Regions from separate parts of the Triticum aestivum genome. Here region 1 is linked to region 2. The links are chromatin contacts, called in public HiCAR-type maps. All regions are on one chromosome and are shown on one strand. The core of a region is the stretch at or near the end of the contact, and the rest is flanking DNA. Distances in the headings are between cores, read along the strand shown.

The links. HiCAR-type assays count read pairs that join an accessible place to other places.
Region 1: a HiCAR-type map of leaf shows a contact between it and region 2, with 9 times the contacts expected there. The contact joins two enhancer-like sites. A contact is called at or near these places in 3 of 5 Hi-C or Micro-C datasets (leaf and an unstated tissue) and 1 of 1 datasets of contacts at active chromatin or transcription factors (leaf).

What each region holds. Positions count from the first base shown.
Region 1 is chr5B:590,766,612-590,773,242 of IWGSC CS RefSeq v2.1, reverse strand. LOC123113464 (leucine-rich repeat receptor-like serine/threonine-protein kinase BAM1) reads right to left here and starts at 6,434. Exons shown (of 2, transcript XM_044534696.1): 1 at 3,585-6,434; 2 at 2,217-3,062. The coding sequence starts at 6,192. The coding sequence ends at 2,575. Within about 2 kb of position 1,277, at least 3 of the 8 cell types and tissues checked have an H3K27ac peak or open chromatin away from gene starts, as enhancers often do. A contact at or near this core is called in leaf, where this site is marked.
Region 2 is chr5B:590,554,207-590,560,944 of IWGSC CS RefSeq v2.1, reverse strand. LOC123113463 (kinesin-like protein KIN-8B) reads right to left here. Exons shown (of 16, transcript XM_044534695.1): 15 at 6,406-6,738; 16 at 5,779-6,228. The coding sequence ends at 6,205. Among protein-coding and RNA genes, the nearest start is that of LOC123113463, 11 kb to the right of the region's middle. Within about 2 kb of position 1,609, at least 6 of the 8 cell types and tissues checked have an H3K27ac peak or open chromatin away from gene starts, as enhancers often do. A contact at or near this core is called in leaf, where this site is marked.

The sequences.
Region 1 (6,631 bases), core at 28-2,527, 210 kb before region 2:
GAGGTAGAGAGATACTAAAAGCTGTGGTCGGAGTAGTGTTGCGTCTCAATAATAGCGGTGCCACTGCTTGCTTGCTTGCTCGCTCGCTCCACAGAAGGCAGAACCGCCAAGCGATCAACAGGCTACTACTCCCGCTACAAGAACCAGGCCGGGTCTAGAAGAAGGAACCGCCCGATCACCCGGGTTTTATTACAGTGGACACGGGGCGGAAATGAAGTTACGTGACCGACCTTAGTTTATGTGAGGCTGAGGCCACGCCAATAATTGGATATGGATGAGTGGGCAGGACTCGGGAGTGGCCAATTTTTTGTCGAAAGAGACTCCCTACCCGATAGAATTGCCAAAAAAGACCCCTTTCAAATGAAATTGACAAAAAGGACCCCTCGGCCGTGGCGGCAGGCGCGCCAGGCGACACGTGGCACCTGCCGCCACGGTGCCAGGCGGCAGCGCCTGCCGCCAGCCGGCGAGGCGGCAGCCTTCAAGTTACAGCAAGCAGCGAGGCGGAACGGAACGGAGGGCGGTGGTGGGACATGCCGCTAGTGGGCGAGGCGGCAGCACTGTGCCCTGCCGCCTGGGGGCGTGGCGGCACGCCTGTGCGTGCCTGCTGCTGCCGAATTTCGTTATGGCTAGGTGGCATAGGGGCAGTGCGCGCAACACGCCATGGAAGATGCATGCATGCATGGCAGGGAATGGGATGCGAATCCACGAGTTAGATGGATAGGTACGTTGCCGCTCAATCAATCAAATTCGTGCTTATCACTCCACTGGCTGATTGCTTTTGTCTAATTACTCTAGAACCTGGACAGTCAAACAACTTTTTTCGTGTGTCACACACCAGGGCGAGGATCCAGCAACGTATCTTCTTGAAAAAAGAAGCGGCGCATTAGTCCCGACGCAGCGATCGGCAGCAGCAGGCACGCACAGGACCGTGGCCACGCCCCCAGGCGGCAGGGCACATTGCTGCCGCCTCCCATGCTGGCGGCCGGTCTCACCATCGGCCTCCGTTCCGTTCCGCCTCGCCGCTCGCAGTTACTCGAAGGCTGCCACCTCGCCTGCTGGCGGCAGGCGCCAGGCGGGTGCCACGTGTCGCCTGGCGCGGCTGCCGTCACGGCCGAGAGGGGTCTTTTTTGTCAATTTTATTTGATGGGGTCTTTTTTGTCAATTCCAGTGAACAGGGAGTCTCTTTCGACAAAAAATCGGAGTGGCCAACACAAACAGGCACAGCGTGCGATCCAGATTGGAGTGCCGTCGTCGCGTCGCGTCTGGCTGTGGATGTGACCATTCTCTTTGGACGCATGCATCCAACGGGAGGAGACGGGACCCAAGAAAACGGCAACAGTGGCCCGGTACAAATGCAGCACGAAATTCCAATGCGCCATCGATCGCACTGTCCACCTAATTTCACGCTCCTTCTGTTGCCTCCTGGCACCAGTATCACCATTATTTCTCTGCAAAAAACGGCGGCGGGGCGAGATCTCGCCGGAGGCCGAGGACGAGGGCACGGTACGTGCGTAGATAAACTCCATGGACAACCCTAGAATAGATTGACTTTCCGTTGGGTGTGCACCGGAGCAAAAGCAGGGTAGGTAAGATCAGATCAAGGGAGCCAGGAGACGAGGGAGAGGGGCCGTGGAAAGGCACGCCGGCCGTTCGCCGTCCCGTTCCACGGCGGTGCGTGCCCCCATCAGCCATCATCCGGCCTGACGACGTCGCAGCGGCCGTGCGCCGGTGCGGCATGATTATTTAACCCCCGTCCCCACAGGGTCAGGGGGTCGCCGAGGCGCATCATCATCATCGATCATCATTAGATTAGATTAGATGGGGCCTCAGGCAGCGAATCGCCTGACATTAGTCTAGAGTTTAGACCCTACTGGTGCACTCACTAGTGCTGCTGATCTGATCACATTCGGATGCTGCTGCTTGGCGTTACGCCGAGGGCAAAGCGTCGTTTGTTTGACATTCGCAAGCCGGCTTGGCCTCGGATCAGCAAGGATTCCTTGATCGTCTCTGAACGTCAAGCAAAGTCAAAAAGGGAGCAGCATCAATCGAACGCTTTGGCAGCACAAAAAGCGCTTTGCAATTATCATTCTTCTCAGAGGGCAGAAAGAAAGCGCTTTTCTTTCTTTGGTACTACAGCATTGGTGATGAAGTGGTACTCCTACTGCAAACATTTGCAGATCAACAGAAGCCACTTTAAAGTTTAAAGAGGACCATGGTTCCACAACAAAGATTTTTCAGATTCTCATGCTGGACCGGACCGGAAAGGAGCTTGGCATTTAGTAGATGGCTACTACTGATACTACTACTACATTGCACAAGGAAAGATCATCAAAGGCTCCACTACCACATAATCCCTACGGCTACAAGCAGCAAAGCAAAGTACCAAACAGGCAAACACACACCAAACTGGAAGCTCTTGGACACCCCCACCACCAAAGCAGCTTGGATATGTACAGCACAACACCAACAAAGTCTCTCACCCAACGAACCCCAGATTCAGGCCTAAGCTTGCACGATCAAAGGAAGCCCCAACATATTTGCGACGGACGGCGATGCTTCCGGGTACTTGGATGATCAGATGCTGATGAGATCAGGAGGCGACGACTCCGAGCTTGTGTGCTGCTGCTGCGGCTGCTGATCTTTCGCGTCGCCGGCTGGTGCCTCGGTGTAACTGGTTGGGGCAGGAGGGTTGGATTCAGGTCCTTCGCAGGAGAGAGGAAGCTCTTCTTCTCCATCTTGGTTGGCAGCTGGCTTTGGGAGCTCGCTCAGGATCTGCACGACCTCCCGCATCGTCGGGCGCTGCACGCTGTGCTCCTCGGTGCACAGCAGGGCGACGTAGAATACGTGCATGACCTCGTGCACCGGCACGGTCGACAGCCTCGGGTCCAGGATCTTCATCACTTGCTCCTTGTTTGGGCCTGTCATCATCTTGACCCACTGGACAATGTCGACGCCGTCGCCAAACTCCCCCACAGGTTTACGCCCGGTGACGAGCTCCAGAAGCACCACGCCGAAGCTGTAGACGTCGCTCTTCTCATCGACCTTGAGGGTGTATGCATATTCTGGACAGCCACGGATGACAAAATAATGCAAGATTGGTTAGTTAGAAAGTGATACACTGACGTTCTTTCGCAGCTAGAGAAATGTCAAGTTAGAGTACAAGACAAAGAATTGAAGTAACTGAACCTAACTATAGACAGGGAGTGCCTGCTTTCTTAAATCAAAAACCTCTTACGAGTTACGAATTAATTGCAATGAGGTGGTACTAAGAAGCAGACGCTATGTTTACAGATGTGATTCAGGACTAATAAAAGAACGACTCAATGTCTCAATTTTTAGAATCTACATCTTGATAGCGGGCTTGGGAAGGAAACTCTTATAACTTGACCGGTGTCAGTAAGCATTGGAATACTCATCAAAACTACTAGCTAAGTCATATCAGTAAACAATTGCTAAGTACTACATACAGCACAATGTTATAACAAGCCTCTGCAATAAGAATCAAAGTATTTATGACATCAGTATTGTGCATCTTTTCAGAGTAGGCTACCTGAATTTAACTAAAGGAATACATGTTTTAATACCTGGAGCAATGTAGCCATATGAACCAGCAATGGCAGACATGCATTCTGATGCGCCGGTGTCCTGCAGGAATTTCGCCAGCCCGAAGTCGGCCACATGAGCTTCAAAGTCAGAGTCAAGAAGTATATTGTTCGACTTGACATCACGGTGAAGTATCAGTGGTGAACAATCATGGTGCAGGTAGCACAGCCCCTTGGCAGCTTCAATGGCAATCTTGTACCGAGTGTCCCAGTGCAGGTGTTCGCCCTTCTTGCCATGGAGAAGCTCCCCAAGACTACCATTGGGCATATACTCATACACCAGCAGGTTGGTCTCATTGTTTGAGCAGAAGCCTAGCAGGCGCACAATATGGCGATGCCGAATCCTCCCAAGTGTTTGTATCTCTGCTGAGAATCCATGATCATGCGATGAGCCACGGACCATTGCAGAGAGCCTCTTCACGGCCACATGATCACCATTGGGCATTGATCCCTTGTACACAGTTCCAGCCCCGCCTTTGCCAATAATGTTCTCCTCTTTCAGGGAATCGAGCACATCATCACAGGTGAAATCAAGGCGCTGGAATGCAGTGAGTTTCCACATCCGTGCATCACTGGCTTTCTTCAACGACCGCGCCTTCAGAATCGCCGCGGTGGCAAATATAATGGAGCAAAGAAGCAAGCCTAACACAATGAGCAGCTTGATGGTACTAGACAGCCCTCCATGGCCATGGTTGGTGTGACCAGCATCAGCAATGCCAGGGCGGCATGGACCAAGGTATGGTCCACACAGGTTTGGATTGCCAACGAAAGATGTGGCATTGAAGTAGCTGAACTGGCCGGTCCCTGGGACGAGCCCGGATAAGTTGTTGTATGAGAAGTCGACCGCCGTCAAGCTCTGCATTGTGGAGATGGATGGAGGTATCTCTCCATCAAGGTGGTTCTTGGACAAGTTGAGGTAGTTCAGTATCCTCATTCCAGAGATGGCCGGAGGAATCCTCCCGGAGAGGTTGTTCCTGCTCAGGTCCAAGTAAGTGAGCAGCCGGCATTTCCCAATCTCCGGCGGCACACCTCCCTCGATCGCATTGCCGCTAAGGTCGGCCTTTGACAGCTCCTGCAGCCGCCCAACCTCGGCAGGCAACACGCCGGAGAACGAGTTGCGATCAAGTAGCAGCTTCTGAACACCAGAGAAGTTTCCAATGGATGCCGGCAATGCACCGGTGAGCTGATTGTTGGACAGGTTGATCTCCCCCAGATTAGGCGCCGCGGGGCCGACCACAGCAGGGAAGTCGCCGGTGAGGAGGTTGTCTTGCAGCTCGACCTGAGTGAGCTTCTGCAACTCGAAGAGCCCCTTGGGAATGGAGCCGTTCAAGTAGTTCTCTCCGAGACGGATACGGCTCAAGGATTTGCACTGGCCGAGGGAGTCGGGGATGGAGCCGAACAAGGAGTTGCCGAGGGCGATGAGCGTGTGCAGCTTGCCCCCGGCGCAGAGGTCCGGCGGCAGCGTGCCGGTGAGCCTGTTGGAGGAGAGGTCGACCAGCTGGAGGCGATTGTTGCCGCCGAGGCGGCGGGGCACGCTGCCGGTGAAGTTGTTCTCCCAGAGCTGCAGCACCTCGAGGCTTGGCAGGTCGCCGACGAAGTCGGGGATGTCGCCGCGCAACTTGTTCCGGAACAGGTTGAGCAGCGTCATGTTCTTGAGCTGGGAGAAGCTGGGCGGTATCTCGCCGGCGAGCGCATTGTTGGAGAGGTCCAAGGAGCTGAGGCTTTGAAGGTTGCCCAGCTCCGACGGTATGGCGCCGGTGAGGCCGTTCACCTGCAGGAACAGGGTGTCGAGTTTCTGCAGCCTGCCGAGCTCGGGCGGGATCTTCCCGGAGAGGCCGCAGTTGGCGGCGTCGAGGCGCACGAGGTCGGTGAGGTTGCCGAGCTCCGGCGGGACCCCGCCGGAGTATGCGTTGTAGTAGCCAATGTAGAGCTCCCTGAGGCTGGTGAGGTTCCCGAGCTCCGGCGGTATCCTCCCGGACAGCTCGTTGCCGGAGAGGGCGAGGTACTGCAGCCGCGACCAGCGGCCGTACTCGGGCGGAATCTCGCCGGAGAAGAAGTTGCCGCCGAGGTGGAGGTGGCGGAGCATGGGCATCTGCGCGACCTCGAGCGGGAGCGGGCTGGTGAGGTTGTTGTTGTAGAGGTCGAGCACGCGGAGGCCGCGCAGGCGCGCGAGGGCCGGCGGGAGGGAGCCGTTGAAGGCGTTGTTGGAGAGGTTGAGGTGGGTGAGGAAGCGGAGGTGGCCGAGCGCGGCCGGGACGGGGCCGGAGAGCGCGTTGGCGCCGACGTCGAGGCGGAGGAGGCCGCGCAGGCGGGACAGCGCCGGCGGCAGAGCGCCCGAGAGGTTGAGCCCGCCGAGGGCCAGGCCCACGACGGCCCCGCGCGCGCCGCACGACACGCCCGCCCACGCGCAGTGCGCGTACCCGCCGGTCGTCCCGTTGCCCGCCGCCCAGGAGGCGAGCGCGGCCGTGGGGTCCGACAGCGCCGCCTTGGCCGCGAGCAGCGCGTCCGCGTCGCCGTCCGCCGCGCCGCCGGCGGCGAGGAGGACGAGGAGGAGGAGGAGGGAGAGCGGGGGGAGGCGGCGGAGACGCATTGGGGTTTCGGGTTGCTTGGCTCTCTCGGGGTCGGGGGAGGAGGGGGCTCACGCTCCCGGCGAGGCCCGGAGAGTGGAGACAAAGACAAGGGGGAGTGTGAGACGGGAGGGTGGTCTCGTCTCGTCTCGCCTGGCTTTGGACACGAGGGCTCGTAGAAAAATGTGATTTTTTTGGGTTTGGTTTGGCGTGGTGTGGGGAGGCGTGGCGTGGTGTGTGGGGTGGGGTGTGCTCGGTTTCCCTCTGCTTCTGATTTTGGGGGATTGGGTTGGGTGGGTTTTATAACGTGGTCTCGGGCTCGGGTCGGGGCCTCGGGCGCAGGCACCACAGACCCGGCCGCTTTGACCCAATGGCTGCATTTTTTTTCATTTTATAATGCTGTATTTTCCTCGGAGAGAACAATATATATTCATTCATTCGTGTGTTGATTTGGTTGGAGGA
Region 2 (6,738 bases), core at 360-2,859:
GTGGCTGAGCCTTGTGTTGTGCGCCTGGGATGCAAGGTGTTGAGTGGCTGATTTTATTTTATTGAGAGTGACTGATCCTTTGTTTCGAGACTAACGAGTTACACGAGTACTCGTGAGATTGGCTCATTTAACTCGATCTAGAAACGATCTTAGAGCATGTTTGGATCCAAGAGACTATTTTTAATTTGAATAAAACTAGTCTCTTTTAGAGGCTAAAGTTTCAATCACCCCTGACTAAAGAAAGGCTAGAACTAATCTTGAGACTAAAAAATTTTAGTCAGGGGAACCCTACTAAAATGTGGATTAGTCCTCGCTCTCCTCATTTAACTCCTCTCCTTTAACACATGCGAGTTCTGGATTGGAGTGTTTGAAGGATAATAAATGCTCATTAACTCGATTTTAGTCTATTTAGTATTTGTATCCAAGCATGGATGAGGTTAGCAAGTTTTAGTCCCACTACTTTTAGTTATGAGACTAAAACGTATTCAAGCACCTTCTTAAACTGAATATTGACTCGATCGAGTGCGAGTCTATTTGAGCCGAGTCACGAGCTACTCATTTAGCTCGCGAGCTTCAAGTTTTTTTCTGGCCACAGTTGCACGGCGAGTTTTACCTCCGGGAATCGTAGCAGGTATGCGGGCGCGGCTCGTGGTCCTCCCTCGCGGCCGGAGTGGAGCTGCGAATCTTGTCGCCTGGACCGCCCGCATGCAATGCAATGCACTTCGCCTGCCTTCAATGGAGCACACCCGCCAAATCCCCCGTTGCGTTCGCGGCAACAACTCGGCCCCTCCGTATAATCTCGACCCCAGCGACCGTAGAACAACACCGCTGGCCCGAGGAAAATCAGCGGTTTCACTCCCCTGGCCTGGCCCATGTACGTATTTTGGAGGTTTACACATTACAGCTACGTGTCGGACGTATCCTCGGATTCCTGGGGTCGATGCCCTCGGTCGTACGTCGCCGACTCGGATTCCGGCTGCGCATTCAGGGGCGGATTTAATCGATCGGATCGGAAGCCTCACCGGCAACTCTGACCCGGGGAATGGTCGGAGTCAATGGCGGGCGGCCGATCAATGCCTCCGGTACAGTACTACTCCCTTGTCCTACTCTCTGTTTCTTTGTACATGTTCATGGGCCGTATACCAGCTGCTATACAGTGCACCGTACGTGATATACTCACAGTGCATTAAGAGCAGCTTTATAACTTCACCAACAACGCTGACTCGACTCGACTCGCCACGGGTGAGCAGAACAGTAAACAAAACCGTGTCATCAATTCCCTTCTCAGAAACCCGCAGCTAATCCTGCAGGGAGAGGCTGCGCGAATTAACCCGCGGTGTCAGTCAGCCCGGCTGAGACCAGAGGTGGCCGACTGCTCGTACACAGACAGACACACAGTGAAACCAACTGATCATCACGCATCCATAGGTATTAACCGCAGGGAGTAGCAGTACTGGAGATTATTCAGTCCTTAACAGTCGCAGCTTCACTTTCCTACAGTAGATTTCCTTTTACCGCGGGCCATTCACAGCGTCAGTACCACTTGAGCAAGCAGGCTCACTCTCACTCGCTGTCGCTGTTGGTGGCGGGAGTATCATTGTTTTCTACCGCGCGCCCCCGGTCCCGTGTCCGACGCCGCGGGGCCCACCGCCCCCCGCTCGGCGCTAGATGCCAGGCCGGTCAAATTCTTGCGATTGTCTTGCGCTCGCCCTGCACTGGCCCCCAGCACACCACAGCACATCAGACCCCGTACCACCACCACCCACTGCTTTCGCTCGCGTGATTCCGAGGAAAATTTCCACCACCCTCTCCCCCTCCCGCTCTGTTCTACTCCCCCTCCTCAGAGTTTCGCCATTGGCTGGCCGCAGACGAGGACCGGAGGACACAACTGGAGGACGGACGGAGACGGACCCATCCGGTGAGAAAAAAGATTACAGTAACACTTCTTTGACTGCATGACGCAATGCATGCCGTGAATACTGTACTGCGCTACGTGCTGCATGCTGCTGTCAGTGTTTACAGGTTAAGCAGGCATGGTGTAGTTACTGCGAGGTTAAGGGCCACTGAAGCAAACTGGCAGCAGTGACAGCATGGGATATGAATCTGAATGCTTGATGACGGGGGTGACACGGGCTTTCCTCGTCAGCACTGACTGGTGACTGCCCTGCTTGTTTGTGTTTGAATGGACGCAGAGGCAAGAATGATTAAGCTGCTAGTAAGCACCAACAGTCACTTTTGCACAAAGTCACTGGCAAAAGGCAGATAAGTTAAAGTTTTAGCTTTCTTTATTCAGCAATCACCACAGCTTTTATCGATCGCTAGCTGAGGTTAAGAGCAGACACCAATGATGATGATGGTGATAAGTGCCCCTCCCAAACTGCATGTGTCGAGGTGAAGTGAAGGTGGGATCTTAACAAAGGCCCTACAAAATCATGCGGAGTAGGGCTCATCTTTAAACTAACCATGGCAGATACTAAGATCAAAATATTACTGCTACCACTAGTGTGATCAATTAGTAGTCAATAATGCAAGTAGTAGTGTTGTATAATTTCCAAGGTCCCGGGCCTGGTAAAAGAAGAAAGAAAGTGAAGGCCAAGGCTCTCTACCCCACGCCCATGTGAGCCAAGGCGCTTTGGAGCAGGTGAAAAGAAACAAAGGGAGGGCGGAGATTCTCCCTGCCCATGTATAGGCGACCGTGAATGCATGGTTCCAAGGGAGGCTCCACGGCGGTCACGTACTCCCATCAAATCTTTGATTGTAGTAGCAGCACTGTGTGGTTTCTTCTCGCTTGATGGAGTACTCCCATCAAAGTTTTTGGAGTTAAGCTCCGTTGAATGGATGCAGCTGACTAATTAGATTACGGCTTGATAAGGCTATTATACTGGTGCTTGGCCAGAGTTTTTCAACGTCGTAGTAATGATCAATTATGTCCTAGATTAGGGCGTGGGATGGTGCTAGCCTAGAGCTAAGTAAACAAATGGCGGCAGCGTAGTGTTTTTGCGGCCAGTATAGTTATATGCTCAGTGGGATCACTACTCCTACCCGCGAAGTTGCAAGCTCCGAGCTGGCCGCGCCCTGTACCCCGTGCAAAGCCGTCGTCTATCTCTTTGAAAACACCTACTCACACGCACAAACACAGAGACAGAGAGACGGGGCCAGCCATCTTTGTTTGCCTAATCAACCACGCTCGTCTTATTTACCGCCCCAAGCAGCTCGATGCTACTACTCTACCACGGGAAGCCCACGGTGCCCACTTAAAGGCCCGTTTATTTTGCGTTCGTGGACACCCACGGTCAGCACATCCCGACATGTGGAATATGTGGGTTATCCCATGATGCCCACATCGAACCCACCTAACTGACTAGCCTGGGCACGCCGCGGGGATTAGGACTCGCTGCCAGCCATGGCCGCGCCGCCGTGGCCGGCCTATACACGTCGTCCACCTCCATGGCCAACCTATTGAGTTCGTCGACCTCCTCTATGGCCGCACGAGCGTCGTCGTCCATCCCCGCATTGGGCGCTGCAGCGCCGCCGTCTATCTCCGTCGCGGCTGCCGGCCGCCCCAGCGCCGCCATGTACCTCCGCAGCCGCAACTCTTCCCACCACCACATAATTCTCTTCTCCCACCATTCCTGCTGCCGGCGCCACTGGAAAGGACTGCGAGAAGAGGCCTACCGCAGGCATCGACCAAGAATCTGGAAGGAAAAGTTCCAAGAGGAGAGAATCTGCAATTGACAAGAGAAGGAAGATTGCTGCTGTTTCCCCCTCTTCCAATCCATGCAAAGCTCGAGGTTTTAACTGAATTTTATGCATGTATGCGCTGCTGCTATGTGTGTGATGTTAAGTTCCTGCATGATTAACTGTTAGTAGATCCTTTTGAGAGACTAAGAATGGTGGTTGTACTGTGCCTGCTCTCTGTTTCTCCGCATGACAAATAATCTATTCTCTGTTTCTGTATGAACTATAATTAAGTTTCTGTATTGACTAGGTGGGCATTGTACTGTTTAAATTTTGCCTCTCTATTCGTCTTGCTACTGAAGAGTTAATTATACGGCCAGTTAATTATAGCAGCGTTGTTTGTTGGTGCTGCAAGTACAACGGCACTAGAGCACTAGGCCAAGGCATGCCGTGCATGCCGGCTGTAGGTGCGCATTATGTAGACGAGCTGTTAGAGCTCCCAAGGAACCAGTGATGGTAGCTCACCACCTCAAGATGACAGTGCGAACGTATTTCAACAGATACATCTGCATCAATTAAGTGGGTATTCCACTAAACCCACTTATATCCCACATAATAATATATGGGCTTTGGCGGGTATCCCATTTAATCTACGCGGCAGATGTGGGGCGGATGCGGGCCTCCCGCGGAGCGTCCCACTTACAGCCTGATCCGTACTATTTGTTTGCTTGCACGTACTGTGTTTTCCTTTGTAGGTAACGCACATCAAAAATGAAAAGAAAATGCGTGCACGCAATCAGAAGAAGGCAAAACGAAAGACAGAACAAGGCAAAACAACAACCTGCTGATCCAGCAGCGGCCTCAGCAGCTGCTTTGTGTTTTCACGTGTAGGATCCGCCCGAAACTGCAACGCCACGCCGTGCCGTGCCGTGCGCACCGCCGGTAGAGCATGCATGCATGCAGCGGTGATCGCCTGCAGCGTTGGCTTGGTTCAGGTTGGTACGCCTGCCGGCCGGGGCGGGGTCACGACTTGCACGCTCGTTCGATCGTTGGTCGCATTCAGAGCAGAGACGGCCTTGAGCCATTCCGTGAAACATTTTCCTTTTCATCACCGTGGCAAACAAGACGCGCAGCAGCAGCAGCAGTAGCGCTTTTGTTTGTTCGACCGAACAGGCTACCGAGTAGCCCACACGGGCGGTGGGCTGGTGGCTGGCCATAGCCTAGGCCGAGGCCCAGCCCCAGGCCGGGTGGCTAGCTGCCCGACGTGTCGACGTGCCGAGCGTAATGGCGATGCGATGCGCGCTGCCGTGCAGATTCAGCCACTACAGCACAGCGTTGCGTTCAGACATCGCAAATGTTTCTCTTGCATGCATAAATGAATAACTGTCGACGTGGAGTTGTGGGCTCGTAGCTTGAGCGCTGCTGCAGCGCATGGAGTGGAGGGACCATCCATCCATGATCCATCCCCCGGCATGAATGAATGAATGTGGTCTCGAGAGTGGGTGACGGGCGTCAGTCCAGGGGGGCGAAATCAATGAATGAATGAATGAATCATCTGCGTCCATGCATGATCCATCCATCCGCAGATGAGATGAGATGAGATGAGATCCCCACCGGCCCCAGTCCTACAGTACAAGTTGTTAGCGCTAGTACCACGGCCCATGCGCAACACATGATCTCCCATCTATCCTATACTGCTATTCTCAAAAAAAAAAAAAAATCTATCCTATACTGCTCCCGACATACGGTGCCCTGTCCTTGAGCTCAATCATCAGGCATCATACGTATCTCCCAGCAACGGTGATGTCAACTGTAACTGCTCGCTGTTCTTATTCATTTCATCGGTGTTTGAGCAACGGTCTCGAAAGCTCTCATTTATTCAGGCCCAGTTTGTGTTTCGCTGTAAAAAGGAGTAGACGAAAAATGCAGTCGAAAACATGTCAAACAAACGCCAAAATAGGAAAAAGCGGATTCGATAGTAAACGGGATCATTATAATGCCAAACGCAGCCTTGGGCCCATTGAGAACATTAGGGAATGTTCTTTTCATCTGTTGAAATTTTCCTAGGTAACCTTTGCAAGGGGTACCACTTACTGGAGATTTCGTTCATAGACCATCTTGTTCGCAGCGGGGCTTTACTTGCTTGATGAAGGGTTAAGAGTCACAGCAAATTTACAGGATTCTTGGCCCGAAAGGCAGATTCAGCCCCAACAGACGCATACACTATACAAGGGAACAGACTAACAGGAGACAGGGTGCAGCAGGACTGACTACAGGAGAGACTAACAACTACTGTACAAGAGCGGAGTGAACCATGCAACAGATCTAGAGGCACCAAAATGACCATGAACATGGCCTAGGGCATGGCAACAGCTTGGCCTAAACTACCAGTAACATCCTCTTATCAGATCCAGGAACTCGGCCAGGATCATATCAGATTGCAGGCATCAGGCTGGTATTATAGCCATGTCAGCTGGTTGTGTGAGTCATGACTCATGTGTCTTGTTGAATCTTCATGTGCTTCCTCTACCTTTCTCTAGAGCACGAATCCTGGAAAACGGAAGATCATAGTTCATGCCAAGATTAAAAATGTTGCCACTTAGACTCTACTACATGTCCTCCTTAATGGAAGATGCTACCATCATGTGGTTACTTGAGCAAGTTGAAATAGCATGCAGTTTCAAGAATATGGAGTGCAATTTGCTTGTAGAAGAGAGGTACAATTACCTTCCTTTGCCTGCTGAAACCTTCGATTCCAGAATATGGGGTGCGAAGCTCGCCGCTGCAGGGCGATCGCTCGCTTTTCGTCTCTGGGGTAGAATGGTATGGCGTTGACCCGCCACTCGCCCATTGTTTTCCATCACCCACATAAGGCGAGCAGCCAGACATCATGTAGTACGAGCTGAGATGTTCCTGCCTACAGATGGTAGGCGTCTCGTGTTGATTTTTGAGAACAGACATGGTGCTGAAACCTTGTTGGAAAAAGCAACTAGATGGAGAAGAAGAAGACTGTGACTGTGGACTAGGAAACGACATGAATGGTGGCAGCCTTCCATGGGG